2 separate regions of the Mus musculus genome follow, and region 1 is linked to region 2. Evidence: chromatin contacts called from public promoter capture Hi-C data. All regions are on one chromosome and are shown on one strand. The core of a region is the stretch at or near the end of the contact, and the rest is flanking DNA. Distances in the headings are between cores, read along the strand shown. Region 1 overlaps Spred2 (sprouty-related EVH1 domain containing 2). Region 2 holds the start of Ppp3r1 (protein phosphatase 3, regulatory subunit B, alpha isoform (calcineurin B, type I)).

Evidence for each region. Promoter capture Hi-C pulls out the DNA fragments that hold promoters and counts their contacts.
Region 1: a contact with region 2 is called in a promoter capture Hi-C map of liver, with 4 times the contacts expected there. The contact joins the enhancer-like site here to the promoter of Ppp3r1 in region 2. A contact is called at or near these places in 4 of 39 promoter capture datasets (cranial neural crest, liver and pre-B cells), 1 of 115 datasets of contacts at active chromatin or transcription factors (astrocytes) and 1 of 9 other capture datasets (embryonic stem cells).

The regions. Positions count from the first base shown.
Region 1 is chr11:19,982,345-19,990,110 of GRCm38.p6, forward strand. All of the region lies in intron 1 of Spred2 (sprouty-related EVH1 domain containing 2), which reads left to right. Among named protein-coding and RNA genes, the nearest start is that of Gm39603, 50 kb to the right of the region's middle. Within about 2 kb of position 5,072, at least 150 of the 459 cell types and tissues checked have an H3K27ac peak or open chromatin away from gene starts, as enhancers often do. A contact at or near this core is called in astrocytes, embryonic stem cells and liver, where this site is marked.
Region 2 is chr11:17,153,349-17,160,646 of GRCm38.p6, forward strand. Ppp3r1 (protein phosphatase 3, regulatory subunit B, alpha isoform (calcineurin B, type I)) reads left to right here and starts at 5,950. Exons shown (of 6, transcript NM_024459.2): 1 at 5,950-6,194. The coding sequence starts at 6,192.

The DNA.
Region 1 (7,766 bases), core at 3,822-6,321, 2.8 Mb after region 2:
TGAACCCAGCCAAGTGACGTAACCGTAGACAAAAGACGTGCTTTTCCGCTCTGTGTCTTGGGAGGTGTCAGTCATGGAGTTCATTCATCCTAAGAGACCATAGTGTCCATGGTATCTTAGTGGAACAGACAGCTTCCCAGTTTTTAGCTGTTTGGAAGACTCCTCTTTTTAGGATCTATTACAGCTATATGAATTCAGTAACTATTTCATAAAAACAAGCTAATTTAAAATCACTATAGACCAGCTGCCAACATTTAAAAATACTCACGTGCTTTTGAGAGTCCTGTTTCTGGAGTCTGCAGCCTGCTCCTGCTGTTCACATGTATGAGAGTGTGTGCTGAGAACATGGCTGGCTCCCACCAGAGGCTTTACCCGTGCATTGCCTGTGTCACACTTGTCCAATGTCTGGAGCACACACGAATTTTTGTCATTATTTGGAAATTGTAGGTTTTCTGTTTAGCTCAGAGAAGCCAGAGACAAGCATAGAGTAAATTTCTTAAGCCACAAGCCTCCCTCTGAAGTATAAACGGATACGTGCCCTCTCTTATCTAGCTACTGTGGACTGTTCCTTTTGCTGGGCATTAGCTTGCTGGCAGTTCAGTGCGTTAACACCTAGAGTGCCTTGGCGTTGAAAGTGGGGCAGCCAGGGGAGCCATGCACATGAGTTGAGTTGTAAGTACCATTTCCTTGTGGCTCATGAGAACCATAGAGAAAGCCAATACTTCAGAAGGAGGCTGGCACCTCAGTTCTCTTTTGAAAGCTTTTGACTTGGATTGTAAGTGGACCCTTCCTCGCTATGCCTTCTGGGAGTGGTGCTGGGATTCGGCTGTTCTTGCTGTCTTCTGAGGTCATTATGGGAGAAATCTCAGTGAGATGCTGTATTTAGATTCCAATCAAGAGGTAAATCATGCAATTGTAAAGAATGGAAACACTCTCTCTGCCCCTCTCTGTGCTTCCTACCACCCCCCTGCTCTTGTCCTCCTCTCCCTCCTCCCCTTTTCTCTCCCTCCCTTTCTTCCCCTCTTCCTCTCCTCATTTATAAACACTTGCTTCCTCGGTTGCCTGCCTGCCATTGCTCTGGCCCCCTGGGCCCTGCTGCTTGACTGGGGCTCTTGAATTCCATCCGCTGAGCACAGCAGCATGTGTCACAGGCTGCTCAGGGAGGGTGAGGAGCAAAGTTAGTGTCTGTGGGTGGGCATGTGTTCTCATCACATCGCCGGAGAGCTGCAGTGTGCAGAATCTGGCAGGAACTTGTTCCAAAGGGGGGGGGAAATCAAGCCAGTCCCTTTTTTTCCTGCCTTGAGTAATATTAAAAACATGGCTAACTCCCATGGAGAAGAAATGGAAGTGTTAGAAAACTCTTGTAATTGTTTTTAGTAATCTTCAAAACTGAGATCAGAAGAAATAAAAAGGGTCTAATCATAAAAATATCCCGGTGTGTGTGTGTGTGTGTGTGTGTGTGTGTGTGTGTGTGTGTTGCATTGTATATAGACTGTTCAGTGTTCAGAGGCTCAGTATTTAAGAGCACCACCTGCTTTTGCTGATGACCCAGGTTTGGTTCCCAGCACCCACATGGAGACTCACAACCTTCAGTAACTCCAGTGCCAGGGAATTTGTGGACACACATGTGATATGCATGCGATTTACCCATAAAGATAAGTTAGCCTTCCTTTTTTTTCTTTTTAGAATGTTGTCTCAGAGTTTGGGGGTACACTGTTCTATTTAACTCGTCTGATGTTTTGAGATGATATTATAAGAAACGCCATTTTCTGTCAGTAAAGCCAGTACTTAAGAGGTTTGAGCTGTGTGTGACCTGCCTTGCACGCAGAAGAGCAGAGTAACGGGCCTTAAGCATTGGAAGCAGCGCCTGGAGAGGGTCCTGCGCATGCGCCGACTGTTACCTTTTGTCAGTGGTGATGCTCACTCCTTCAGGCTTTGGGAGTGTTCCTGCATGCAACCCAGACTTCCTGAACCCAGTTCAAGTGGCTCCCTTACTTCTCAAGGTACCCCCTTCTCATGTGGCAGAAACCAGGATACAGGGCCAGTGAGAGGGCTCAGCAAATCAAGACGCTTGTCATTAAGCCTGAGGATGGATTCGTGGGGGTTGCCCTTTGACCTCCACATCTGCACTGTGACATAACACCCCTCCCCCATGCACACAAATCAGTGGTTTTTTTCACCCCAATATTTTTTAGCAACTGCTTAGTGTATGCTAAAGTGACACTGATTCTGTGCATTCTAGATCTCTAGAACATTTCACCTTGCAAAACCGAAACTCCAGGCACGGTGGTTGACTCTCTTCCCCGGCCCAGGACAGCCACCATACTACTCTGTTTCCATGGCTTTTAGATAATAATATAAATAGAATGGATGGTGCAATGACTTCTCCTCCTCCTCCTCCTTCTTTTTTAAGACACAGGGTTTCCCTGTGTAGCCCTGGAACTCACTGTAGACCAGGCTGGCTTCGAACTCAGAGTCTACCTGCCTCTGCCTCCCGAGTGCTGGGATTAAAGGCTTGTGCCAACACTTCCACACAGCTTGTCCCCCCCCCCTTTTTTTTTGGACTGGGTTCTTTTGCTTAGCTTTCTCAAAACTCATCCCATTGTCGACTCCACTGTTTATTAAGGCTGAGCGATGACCCATTGTGTATTGTTTAACCAGTCCTCTCTGGATGAATGAATTTAGATTATTGCCACCTTTTGGCTTATTGTGAATACTGAAGTGAAAATATGTTTGAAAGTCTTTTGAGGTGGAATTGCCTTTTAATAAAGGCTAAGGTTGATTGTATGCAAAGGCAAGGAGATGTGCCTCTGAGCATCCTGTTATGTTTAATCTAGTCTTTGCTTAGGCTTAAAGAACTCCCTTCCAGACCTGCTCACTGGAGGAAGTTGCCAGAGGCGAGGTGGTTTATTTGTGGTGCCTTGGGAATTGCAACTGTCCCAGAGAACCAGGATGAAGGCCAGAGTAGATGGCTCTTAATAAGTTAGTAACTCATGGCCTGAGTTTGTGTCTGCAGCCCAAATGGTAGAAAGGAAGAGCTAACTACCGGCAGCCCCGACCTCTGTACGTCCTCACAGTCACACCCACAGGTAGATTTGAATAGCCAAATTTAATCTTTAGAAAGGGGAAGGGTGAGAAGGAGGCAGATGTCGACACTGCCATAGAATACAGAGCTGGGTGTTGACTGGCCTTATGTTAGAGACCTTTTATTCTTTCCTTGGTACTAGTGTTGCTCACAATGATGGCTTTATTATGTTGACTTCAGGTCAATCTCTGTGAGTTCAAGGTTAGCCTGGTGTACATATGGGAGTCTCAAGCCAACCCAGAATATACAGTGAAACTGCCTTTAAAAAAAAAAAAAAAAGAAGACTGAAGAGATGATGGCTCAGCGGTTAAGAGCACTGACTTCTCTTCCAGAGACCCTGAGTTCAATTCCCAGCAACCACATGGTGGCTCACAACCATCTGTAATGGGATCTGATACCCTCTTATGGCTTGTCTGAAGATAGCTACAGTGTACTCATATACATAAAATAAAAAATAAATCTAAAAAAAAACGAGGGGAGGCTGAATAGGTGGCTCGGTGCTTCCAGAGAACCTAGTTTCAATTCCCAGTACCCATGTGACAGCTCACAACTGTATGCAACTCCAAGATCTGATACCTTCATACAAATACATGTAGGCAAAACACCAGTGCACATTAAAAACAAGAAAAAACTCCTCCTATGCTAGTTACAGCCTTTTATCAGCACATGTAGCGTATTCAGTTTATTCTAAAAACATTCCATGCTCTGCGTGTGTGTGTGTGTGTGTGTGTGTGTGTGTGTGTGTGTGTGTGTGTACTCGCATGTGCGGCGCATGCACATTCTAGGCAAACACCCTGCCACTGAGCCCATTTTCTTCCATTTTCAAAAGACTTCAATAGGACTCCCTTACCCTGGGAGTTTTATGATTGCGTAGTAACTCCATGCTGAGTGAAGGAGCTGGGCCTGTGGTGTTGTCATGGGTCTTGGTGGCTTCTGGTCTTTTTCTATTAAATGTATTCTGTTGGATTTTTACTACTACAAGTTTTCTGCTTCTGCAAGATGTTTCAGTAGCGTGTGTTTGCTAAAGCCCTTGGCAACACTAAGGGACTGTAAAGCCAATTAAAAAAAAAAATAATACAGAAGTTGTAAAGAGACCTCAAAAGCCCTTTGACTCCCCCCCCCCCTGCTGCATATGAAGAGGCTGTGGCTCAGTAGTAGATTCAAAGAGTCACACCCAGTTGTGAGAAGAGGATGTGTTACCAGGTCTAGTTAGACTAATAAATGCCAAATGGAATGACCTCTGTTGAGGAGGAACAGCCCAGATGGCCCCTCACCCCCCTCCAGCTGTTGCTCTCTCCTGGAGTTGGGCTGTTAGTAATTCCTCTTCACTTAAAATTCCTTCACAGTTGTTACCTAAGCCAGTAAATCTTAAAATCCCAACAGCACCGATCCAGGGACTTTTCCCACAACATGGAGCCCTTGTTTGTAAACTGTGGACAGCGGTGGGGAACCGCCCTTCCTCGGTCCTGGGGGGTCAGTAACCTTGAACGGTCCCTTTTCTCCCGGAATGAGGAGTCCCACTCAGTCCTGTTCTTTCTAGCGTAAAAGGAGCGTGGAACTAAGTTGCCTAATGTCCCGTCACCACATGATTGGATAACTACCAACTTGGCTGCCTCCTAGCCAGTGTCTGCTGAGGAGTGGAGATTTAGCCCCCACTGCAGAGCAGATACCTTGAAAATAGGACATTATTGCTTATCTTTCCCTCTGTAGTAAAGGAGATGACAGAACTCAGAACCAAGGTGAAAGAGCACAAAATGAAACACTAACTCTTGCCGCCTGAAAGGACACTCTACGGGTGGCTCTGACTAGAATATAAAGTGAGGCTCGTAAAAACCCTGCCTGTGGCCTGTGGGCCCTGGCTCTCCTTCCTTCCTGTGGGCTACGTTATCACCTTTTGTTTGGGAGAGATCTTAAGCTGGGCTGGCCTGTAAAAGAGTTTGTAGGTTTTGAATTTGGTAAAGTCATTTCCTGACCTTTTGACCTTGGAGGAGGGCGGGGTAGCAGGAGAAAGAAATCCATCTGTGGACTGGGCAGAAGTAGTCAGACTGTTCGGGGCATTATTGATGAAGTATAAACCTAGATTTCACACTCCCTGGCCACCGTCAGCTGGTTTCTTGCTGACACTCCACTTCCTTTGCTTTCTCCAATAATGAGGGCAAAAGCAAAAAAACAAAAAATAGTCAAGAGAAGAAGGTGGCTGTGGGTCGGAGCCCTGGGTTGGAGATTATTAACTTTAAGCAACTCCCTTTGCTGTTTGTGTTTTAAAGAACTGATTTTGTTTTATTGCTGATGCGCTTAATGGGGGTGGGAACCATTCTGGTCGGTGGCCTTGAGGTTTAAACAGGACCAGGAATATGGTTTGTGCAAGAGTGAAGGGAAAACCCGAGAGCTTGATTGATTACTTTCAGGTAAAAACAGGAGGGAGAGTTTTCTCAGGGCGGGGTCGGTTTGTCTTCAGCCGGAAATCCCTTAGATCTTGGTTAATTATGAACGCTGACCCCAGGCTCCGCCGAGCAGACCGACAATAAAGGCAGAGTCCTAAACAAACCTCCGTTCAGGTTTGACCCTTTGACCTCCCAGGGCTCTCTTGTCCCCAAAATTTTCAAAGTAGTCACCCTGACACTCACCCCTTTAGGGCACATACTTAGTCTATAAGAGTTAGATACATTCTCCCCCCCCCCCAAAAAAAAAACTAAATAAAGCTTATTTCCAAAACTACTGATGTCAAAATTGTTATGTTTTAGTGGTTTTTGGACAAAAAGTCTGAGCTACCTCCAATTGGTGTTTTGAATGTTAACAAACTATTACAATAAAATGTTTATGTGGTTTCCCAAAAGTGCCCGTGTTAGCATTTTAAAAGGTCGTGAATAATGCTGTACACTTAACAACATGGCAGACACAGCAGAGGCCTGGTGTCTTGTGGGCCTGGAGTAACTGCGGCCAGTGGCCTGGAAATCACAGTACAGAGGGGTGCTGAGGAGGAAGGAGCAGCATCCAGGGTGGAGCACTGTGCTGGCTGGGAGGAAGCCTGACATGGCCTCGTCATGCGCCCACCTAGGGTGGGGCCAAGGGTTATTTGGTGCTTGGTTCTAAAGAGAATTTTTTCTCTTTTCTTTTCCTTTTCTTTCATTTTCTTTTTTTAACCTTTTCTTTTAAAAAGGATTCTTGATTTTTTTTTTAAAATAATTCTTGAATTCCATTGAATTTTTGTTTGTTTGTTTGTTTTTTAAAAACTGTGGTTTGCATGTGCTTTTGGATCTGGATCTGTTGTTGCCAGAGCGGCTCACAAGCTTAACTTCCTGGAGCAAGTGTTTCCGACTCAGTAGTGATTACAGGTGCAGTCAGCGGCCCACAGCTGAGATAGAGGTGAGGCCGGTCCAGGCAGGATGGGGGTCCAGGCAGGATGGGGGTGGGGGCCTGGGCTATACTTATGCTCTCTGCTTTCTGGGGCCCCAGGGTGGAGGGGTGAGCTTTCCAGCTGTAAAGATTAAAGCAGAGAGTCTCTTCAGATTTTCCAGAGAAGGCCTCCCTTCCCTGATGTCTGCATGCAGCATATTCACGAATGCACTGGGCATTCCAGAAGAAAGCAGGAGAAACCGAAAGAAACCATGAAAAATCACTTGAACGGGGCTTTTACACCCTGGTTACTCACCTCCAGGGGTGCTCAGGAAAGGCACACTGACCCAGAGGGTGACCCAAGAGCATTTTATTTTAGGTCACCTGCCTTAGACAACACTTCTAACATTGCCCTTTCAGAAGTACCAAGAGGTACCTCCCCCATCCCCAGAACAGGATTTTTCTGGGTAGCCCTGGCTGGCTGTCATGGAACTCTTGTCTGTAGACAGGCTGACCACAGAGCATCCTGCCTTTGCCTCAAGTGCTGGGGTTAAAGGCTTGTGGGCCGCCGCCACCACCCAGTGTACCTTTGATGACCCTTCCCCTCCAGACCAGGCTCTTCGCTGTTGGTTTTTTATTGGCCAGGGTGTGCTGTGATCTGAGGAAGGATGGTAGAACAGGATACAGGCAGAACATACTCAGGTGTGGAAATTTCATGTTAAATGCAGTACTGACAGTAAGAACGTGGCTCGGTAAGCTGCTGCAAAGTAGCCCAGACTAGCACTATAAGGGAGGCGCAGCATGAGTTCCATGCTCCGTGCTTGTCGCACCCTGGAACTGGCACTCTGACTAAGTCTATTGGGAGCCATGAAAACTCCATAGATCTTCTAGCTCACTAGGAGCCGCGTCGGCGCTTACAGGGAGCCCAGGTTGTGTGCCACCCATCTAGGGCCCCTCACTCTGAGGCTCCCTGGGTTCACTTCCTGCTCTTTTTTGTTCCTCTGCCTTAGCTGCCTCTTAGCTGCTAGGGGCCACAGCACATAGCAGCAAAGAGAAAGGAAAGACCAGACGGGTTGGTGGCACACTATCTGGTACCCCAACCTTGGGCTAGCCCTATAAGTCTGTAGTGCCAGGGCAGTAGGCCCCACACAAGAGAATGTGCTGGCACACACAGCGCCCCAGGAACAGTGGCTTCTCTGTGCCCTGGAAGTGAAAGGTCAGATTGGAAAACACATTTACAGCAAATCTTGATGTATAATGTAAAGGATAACAGGTGAACATGTTCAGCAGCCCTGCGAGTTAAGGGGTGGGTGAGTCTAAGTCTCTCAGCAGAATTACTAGTCTG
Region 2 (7,298 bases), core at 4,700-7,199:
AAGCTAGAACCACATGACTGAAGCTGCCAGTTCTGCTGTTGAATGGGGCCCTCTTTTCAATCACTTTTACATCAGATTTCTGTTGTTAGTGTCCTTCACTGCTTGAGTATTTCTTTTTTACAAACTGAAAGCTTAGCTGGTTGGGGTCTTGCCCTGAGTCCACCACTCCCTTTATTCCATTTAGCACCAGGCTTTTCTTTAAAATTTTCATCTTTTTGAGCACAGGACTTGGCTCCATTCCACTTCCTGGTGCTTCTTTTCACCTCCCACTATGCATTTTGTATTTTTTCCTTGCTCAGCTTGCTCCTTTTCATTACAGCTTTTCATAAGAGTGACCAAACCACATGATAGAGTCAGTACTAGGCTGTCTCGAAATCTCTTCTGTGAAAGCCTTTTAGGACACTTACTAATATTCTTCTCCTTTGAACTCTGTTGAGGTAGGATGTCACAATCTACATTGTGCTCCGAAACACTATCTTCCATGCTTCTATGACTCATTAAGCCTTCTTAAATCATTCAATTGCTTTATTAGTCCAAAATCCTAAAGTGCATATTGTGCCGACAAGCATCATCATAAAGCCTATTACAGCAATACCCGACTCCTGGTACTAACTTCTCTCTCTAAGTCAGTGACTTATTGTGGTGAGGAGACACTATGACTATGGGAAGAGACACTATGACTATGGGAACTCTTATGAAGGAAAGCAGTTAATTGGGCTTCTTAGAGTTTCAGAGGTTTTGTCTATTAGCAGCATGGCAAGAAGCATGTCAGTACACAAGCAGAAGTGGTACCAGAGAAGTAGCTGAGAGTCTATACCCGGAACCACAGACAGCAGAAAGAGAGAGTTGGCTTGGGCTTCTGAAACTTCCAAGTCCACACTTCCTCCAACAAGGCCACACCTACTCTAACAAGTACTGCTGCACCCTGAGCATTCTAACCTATCAACCTGTGGGTGCCATTCTTATTCAAGCCTTCATCAGAAGAGGGAGTTGGAGAGGAGGAAGAGAGCCGTGCCTTTTGAGTTAGGAATGGAGATCAGCAAGCAGTCATAAGGCAAAAGGAGGGTAGCTTCACAGAAAGAAAGTGCCCAAATGCAAGACAAAGCAAGTGTAGGCTTTGGCCAGTTTCTGAAATTCAGAGGTAGAAAAGAACAACAAGGAAGGTATCCTTTTCTGAATGAGTTCCTAGAAAATGGATGGCTTAGAGCTGCATGGAGGCAGCTTCAGAAGGGGTTCTTTGAGGGTAGGGTTCCTGGGAGGGAGAAGTTCATGATCTCATTTACAAAGTAATTTATTTCAACCTCTTCAGCATGGTGTTAAGTGAACCGGTTTTCTTGAGGGATAGCCTCTTGGCCAGGTTTGACTGGCCCAGATAAATGAACTGTTAAGTGAGGCGATAACAGTATGAAACCGCTCTAATCTTTAGAGTGCATCAGAATGTCTTGTCTCTAGTCAAAGCCTGAGGTATTCTTTTGGTCAGGTCTCAAGGAGTGACAAATCTGATGTTTATCTTTCTAGTGTTACCAGAGAACTAGCCCGGGGACTCAAAGCTTCAAATACCTTCTCCTGTAGCTGCCCCGACACTGGACACAATCCAAAATCATGAGGAACCAGACCGTGGACTTGGAGCCCACCAATACTTCTGATATCTCTGGCCTCTGGGTAGGACAGAGCCAAAGACATTTCTGAATTCCAATGTAGAAGAAAATTGTTAATTTTGGGGTCCTCTTACTTTAAACAATCTACCCCATTTCTATTTCCTGTCCTTGCGATTAACACATTTACAAGTGTGTCATGCTCCTTAAAGTTTCTGAAGCAGACAGCTTCCCAAGGATCATTTTCATGTCCAAGTAATTGGTTAACCTATTTTAATTAACTCTTAAAGAAGAAGATAATAGCTTGTTTTTGTTCAGTACAAGCAAACTTTTGCAAGATAGTAATCCCATGACTGTTCAGACATCATGTCTCCACTCAGGATCAGAGGTCAACTCAGTTCCTATTCTTTTTACAACAACAACAATGATAATAATAATAATAATAAATTTAAAAATCATGTAACAGAGTAGACTGAAAAGAACTAAAAAATAAAAACCACAAATCTATTAAATACCTGTGCTTTACCAGGAACAATCTTCCTTTAGTGAACCTTAGCAAAATCCCGCACCTCCATTTCCCTTGTCATGTGGTATTTTACATACTAAGCAGGGGCAATTATAATACATTCATTTTCCTGAAATTAGTGTTAACAGAGCGACTACAGGTGAGACCCAAGTTGATTTTGACAAAGAATACTTCCTTGAGTACCCTCAAACCTACTAATGTCTGGATGCTATGCATAATTGTCTTAGTCAGAGTTTCTATTCCTGCAAAAACATCATGACCAAGAAGCAGTTGGGGAGGAAAAGGTTTATTCAGCTTACACTTCCATACTGCTGTTCATCACCAAGGAAGTTAGGACTGGAATTCAAGCAGGTCAGGAAGCAGGAGCTGATGCAGAGGCCATGGAGGGATGTTTCTTGCTGGTTTGCCTCCCCTGGCTTGCTCAGCCTGCTCTCTTATAGAACTCAAGACTACCAGCCCAGAGATGGTCCCACCCACAAGGGGCCTCTCCCCCTTGATCACTAATTGAAAAAATGCCTTACAGTTGTATCTCATGGAGGCATTTCACCAACTGAAGCTCCTTTCTCTGTCATAACTCCAGCTTGTGTCAAGTTGACACAAAACCAGCCAGCACAATTGACCCCTTGTCAACTTGACACACAAACACATCACTAGTAAGCCTCAACCCTTACCTTCTTACTCATCCCCAAGATCTAAATAACTTTAAAAGTTCCACAGTCTTTTCATATTAAAAGTTCAATCCTTTTAAAATATCCAGTATCTTTTAAAATTCAAAGTACTTTAAAATTCAAAGTCTCTTAACTGTGGGCTTCACTAAAAAACTCCCCTTTAAGAGGGAAAATATCATGGCACAGTCACAATCAAAAGCAAAATTCAATCTCCAACCATCCAATGTCTGGGATCCAACTCACGATCTTCTGGGCTCCTCCAAGGGCTTGGGTAACTTCTCCAGCCATGCCCTTTGTAGCACACAATTTGTGTTCTAGGCTCCAGCTGCCTGTACTCCACTGCTGCTGCTGTTCTTGGTAGTCATCTCATGGTACTGGCATCTCCAAAATGCTGCTGTCTTCCACTGTAACTTGGCTTCAACAATAGCCTCTCATAGACTCTCTTCATGGTGCCAAGCCTCAACTCCTTTTCATGACCCCTTCAGTCCTGGGCCATCAATTGCAACTGAGGCTGCACCTTCACCAATGGCCTTCCATGGCCTCTCACAGTGCTGAGCCTCAGCTGCTCTGCATGACCTCTTCATGCCTTCAAAACCACTACCACCTGGGTAATTCTTACATATTACTAAGTCCAGCCACAGCACAAGGTACAACCATGGCTATCTCTGGAACACAGCCTCTGTGCTCTCAGAAAACACTTCCCAGAAGATGTCACCTCAATGGCCCTGATAAGAGTCTTTAATCTTCCCTCCAAAATTTCACAAGCCAGGCCTCCATCTTCTGCATTGTTCTCAACATTATCTTCCAAGCTCCTACACAACATTCGACAGAGCTCATAACACCGAACAGATCTTCTGGCCCAAAATTCCAAAGTCCTTCCACAGTCCTCCCCCAAAACATGGTCAGGTTGTCACAGGAATACCCCACTCCTGGTACCAATTTGTCTTAGTCAGTTTCTATTCCTTCACAAATATCATGACCAAGAAGCAAGTTGGGGAGAAAAGGGTTTATTCAGCTTACACTTCCATACTGCTGTTCATCACCAAGGAAGTCAGGACTGGAACTCAAGCAGGTCAGGAAGCAGGAGCTGATGCAGAGGCCATGGAGGGATGTTCTTTACTGGTTTGCCACCCTTGGCTTGCTCAGCCTGCTCTCTTATAGAACTCAAGACTACCAGGCCAGAGATGGTCCTACCCACAAGGGGCCCTTCCCCCTTGATCACTAATTGAGAAAATGCCCCACAGCTAGATCTCATGGAAGCACTTCCCCAACTGAAACTCCTTTCTCTGTGATAACTCCAGCTTGTGTTAAGTTGACACAGAAAACCAGCCAGTACAATCATTAACATACTGTGCCAGAAATAGAGACAAACACATTTGTGTCTTTCCACAAGGTCTTCATTTATTGAAAAAAATTCATCAGACTTTGTGGTTTCAATGGCAGTTATCTGCCAAATATTGCTGAGGCAAACACTCAGGCTTATCTTGTAATCATATCATCTACTCTCAGATCATGCAATAAATATATCTGTATAAACATCAATTACAGAACAGCTGCAAAAAGCAAGAGGACACAACAGAGTTCACAAGGTTTTATTGGTATGATAGACATGTAGGTTTTTTTGTTTGTTTGTTGAGACAGGGTTTCTCTGTGTAACAGAGTCCTTGCTGTCCTGGACTCACTTTGAATACCAGGCTGGCCTTGAACTCACAGAGATCTGCCTGCTTCTCTCTTACAAGTACTGGGATTAAAGGCATGCAACCCCACTGCCTGGCCATCAGAAATGTAGTTTGTTTTGATACTAAATAAACACCTTGGCTTTAGGAAAGATGCTGGAGCAGGCTGTTGGGAGTGTCAATGGTTTAAATGGGAAGCTATAGAGTTGAGTTCAGCTGTAGAGGCCTAAGAGCCAAATGTAGGTCCAGATGAAGGGATGGATGGATGGTACAGCTGGAGGAATAGAAAGATGGACAGTTGACCAAACCTTGTCAACAGTGAGGACTTAACTGAGTTCAAGCCTCAGGGGCAGTCAAGTGTTCTTTGCCTATCAGGATGGTCGGATGATAGATTGGTAGGGGTTGTTGCCATCACAGTGCTAGATGTCTATCTCTTTATGGAGTCCAGGTGAGGACGTTGCACCCTTTTCTTGGTATGATGTGCCTACCACGTTCTTGTGCCTGGTTTCCCAAACAATTGTAACAAACCTATGCGCTGTTACAGTTTACCCTGATAAATTCATAGGGTGCCACCCTTTCAACGCCAAGCTATAAGGCATTTTCAGTCTGTGAGTGGAACTGGATACATGGTAAGTAGCATTCGTGTCCCCTCCGGTGCAGGCATCCCCCATCCTCAAAGTGGAGTCAAAGCTCGTCTCTCAAAAGCTAAAAAATAATCTACACTTACAGAAGATGAAACAGGTAGAGCAGGACATACCCTGACCTTTATTTTCTATCTATTCAAAACCTGACTAAAATAAATAACATAAATACGTTATCTTTATCACATCTCTCCTACCAACTTATCTTTTCCTCTTAAATATAACTTCTTTCCATGGACTTTATTACCTACTGTAGTTTCACTTCTATAGTAAGGCAACTGCCACCATTACGGACATACCCTTACTACATGGACAACAGGGCAGTCTGTCTCGTAGTATTTCTCTTAAAGGCTTCTTTCTGCACCAGCTGCAGGGCAACCTAGAGGTAGTGTCTGTTGGAGTGGGAAGCAATCCCCCACTCTTGTCAGTGGCTCCCAGGACCTAAGCTGCAGCTAGCTTTGCTTCTCCTATTTTTCCAACTGCGCGCTTGACTCCACAGTGTAGACTTGCCCGTGCCTCGCCATAGTGACATGGTGTCACCCCCCAAGAGCGACACAGCCCTGTGGCAGGTCCTGTCATTCTCCCCATTTTCTCCTCCCAGGAGTCTTCCTCCTGCCGGCCTTCCTTCGGTCACATGACAGGAAGCGCGGCTCTCCCAACGTCAAGACGTCTGCCCCCCCATCTCCATGTCCCCCGGCGCACGGTACGCAAAAAGCGCTGGCGGAGCGCTAGCGGGGCTCTGCGAGCAATCCGGTTGGAGAGCGTGTGCACGGCAGGGCGCGGGTTCCCGGATGTCAGCCTCCCGCAGGCTCCGCCCCGCCCCGCCCCGCGCTCGCTCCGCCCTCTGCGCGCCCTGTTCCGTGCCTTGAGGTTGCGGTCAGCGCGAGCCGCTGCAACGAGTCGGGGCCGCCTGTGAGCGTGAGGCTGCAACCCTCTCCTCCCGCCGACGCATCTCCAACCGGGACTCCGCCCGCCTCGCTCCGGGCCCAGGCCCCGTTGCACCCCGCCCGGCGCCGGACAGCAAAGCCGCCGTCGCCGCGTCCCGAGGATCCTACAGCCGCCGCCAGCGCCGCCCGCCGAGCAAGATGGTGAGACCTCGGTTCCCCGGTCGCGCGAGGGAGGGCCCGGGGCGTCCTCTCGGATAGAAAATTCCAGAGGCCTGGAGGGTGCAGGTGCTGGGTTTCAAGTCCTCGGCTACTTGCGCGGCCCCCGGCTCTGCGCGCTCCCGGGCCGCTGCAAGGCCCTTGCAAGCCCCCCAGCCCCTGCGCGCCTCCTCCGGGCCTCCGCGCGCCCCCCGGCCCCCTGCAAACGCCGGACGTCTCCGCGCTCCCCGAGATTCGCCGCCCCCGCCCTCCGCACGACCCTGGGCCTCCGGGCGCCCACAGAGCCGCCGCCCCCGGGCTCCTAAGCCCGTGGGCCTCCGCGCAACCCCGGCCCCGTCGCCTGTCTGGCTCGTTCGGCCTTTTCTGAACCCCGGTCCCGGGGGGCTGCGCCCTCGCTACCCTCCTCCACGTGAAACCCACTTTCCGCCCCCAGATGGGTTTCCAGGTTGGGTTTTCTGAAATCCGGTGGAAATGATAGTGTGCGGCAAATGGCGCTTTATGTAAGACCCACTTCTCCAGAGTTGTGCTTCCTCCCACTCACTCCGCATTTTCCAGCAGCGAGCCTTGGCAGGGATCCTTCCACTTTCTTGCCTTCTTCGCTCGTTTTCGCATTTATCTCTCTGCTGTTTGCAACCGTAGGGGATTTTTTTTTTTCCCGAGGCCGCTTTTCTCTGCGTTGGTGAACATGAAAGGGCCAGCGTGTATATTAGCTAAGACACCGGGCCTAGAGAAATGCTCATATTGGTTTGTTAATATTTTCTTAGTATTTTTATTTCTGTTTTTCCGGTGCTTGTGGTAGTTGTTTTTGAACGATGGCGATTTAAATTTTCCCTTCCTTACTTTCCTATTAATCCGTAGGTGGAATTCACCATGTAGTATTTCTGGCTGACGCTAGGGGTGTGCCTCCTGCCTGTCACCATAGCCAAGAAATCTATGACGCCTTTAGCTTGTTACCTTACTGGTTCTGTAGCTTCACTGGGCCTCCGTTTCGTCTTTGCAATCAAGAATTGTGTTCACAGACAAACATAGCTGCACTGCGAGTTATATGTCATTTAGTTAAACAGGATACGGGATTGTGACACTTACTGT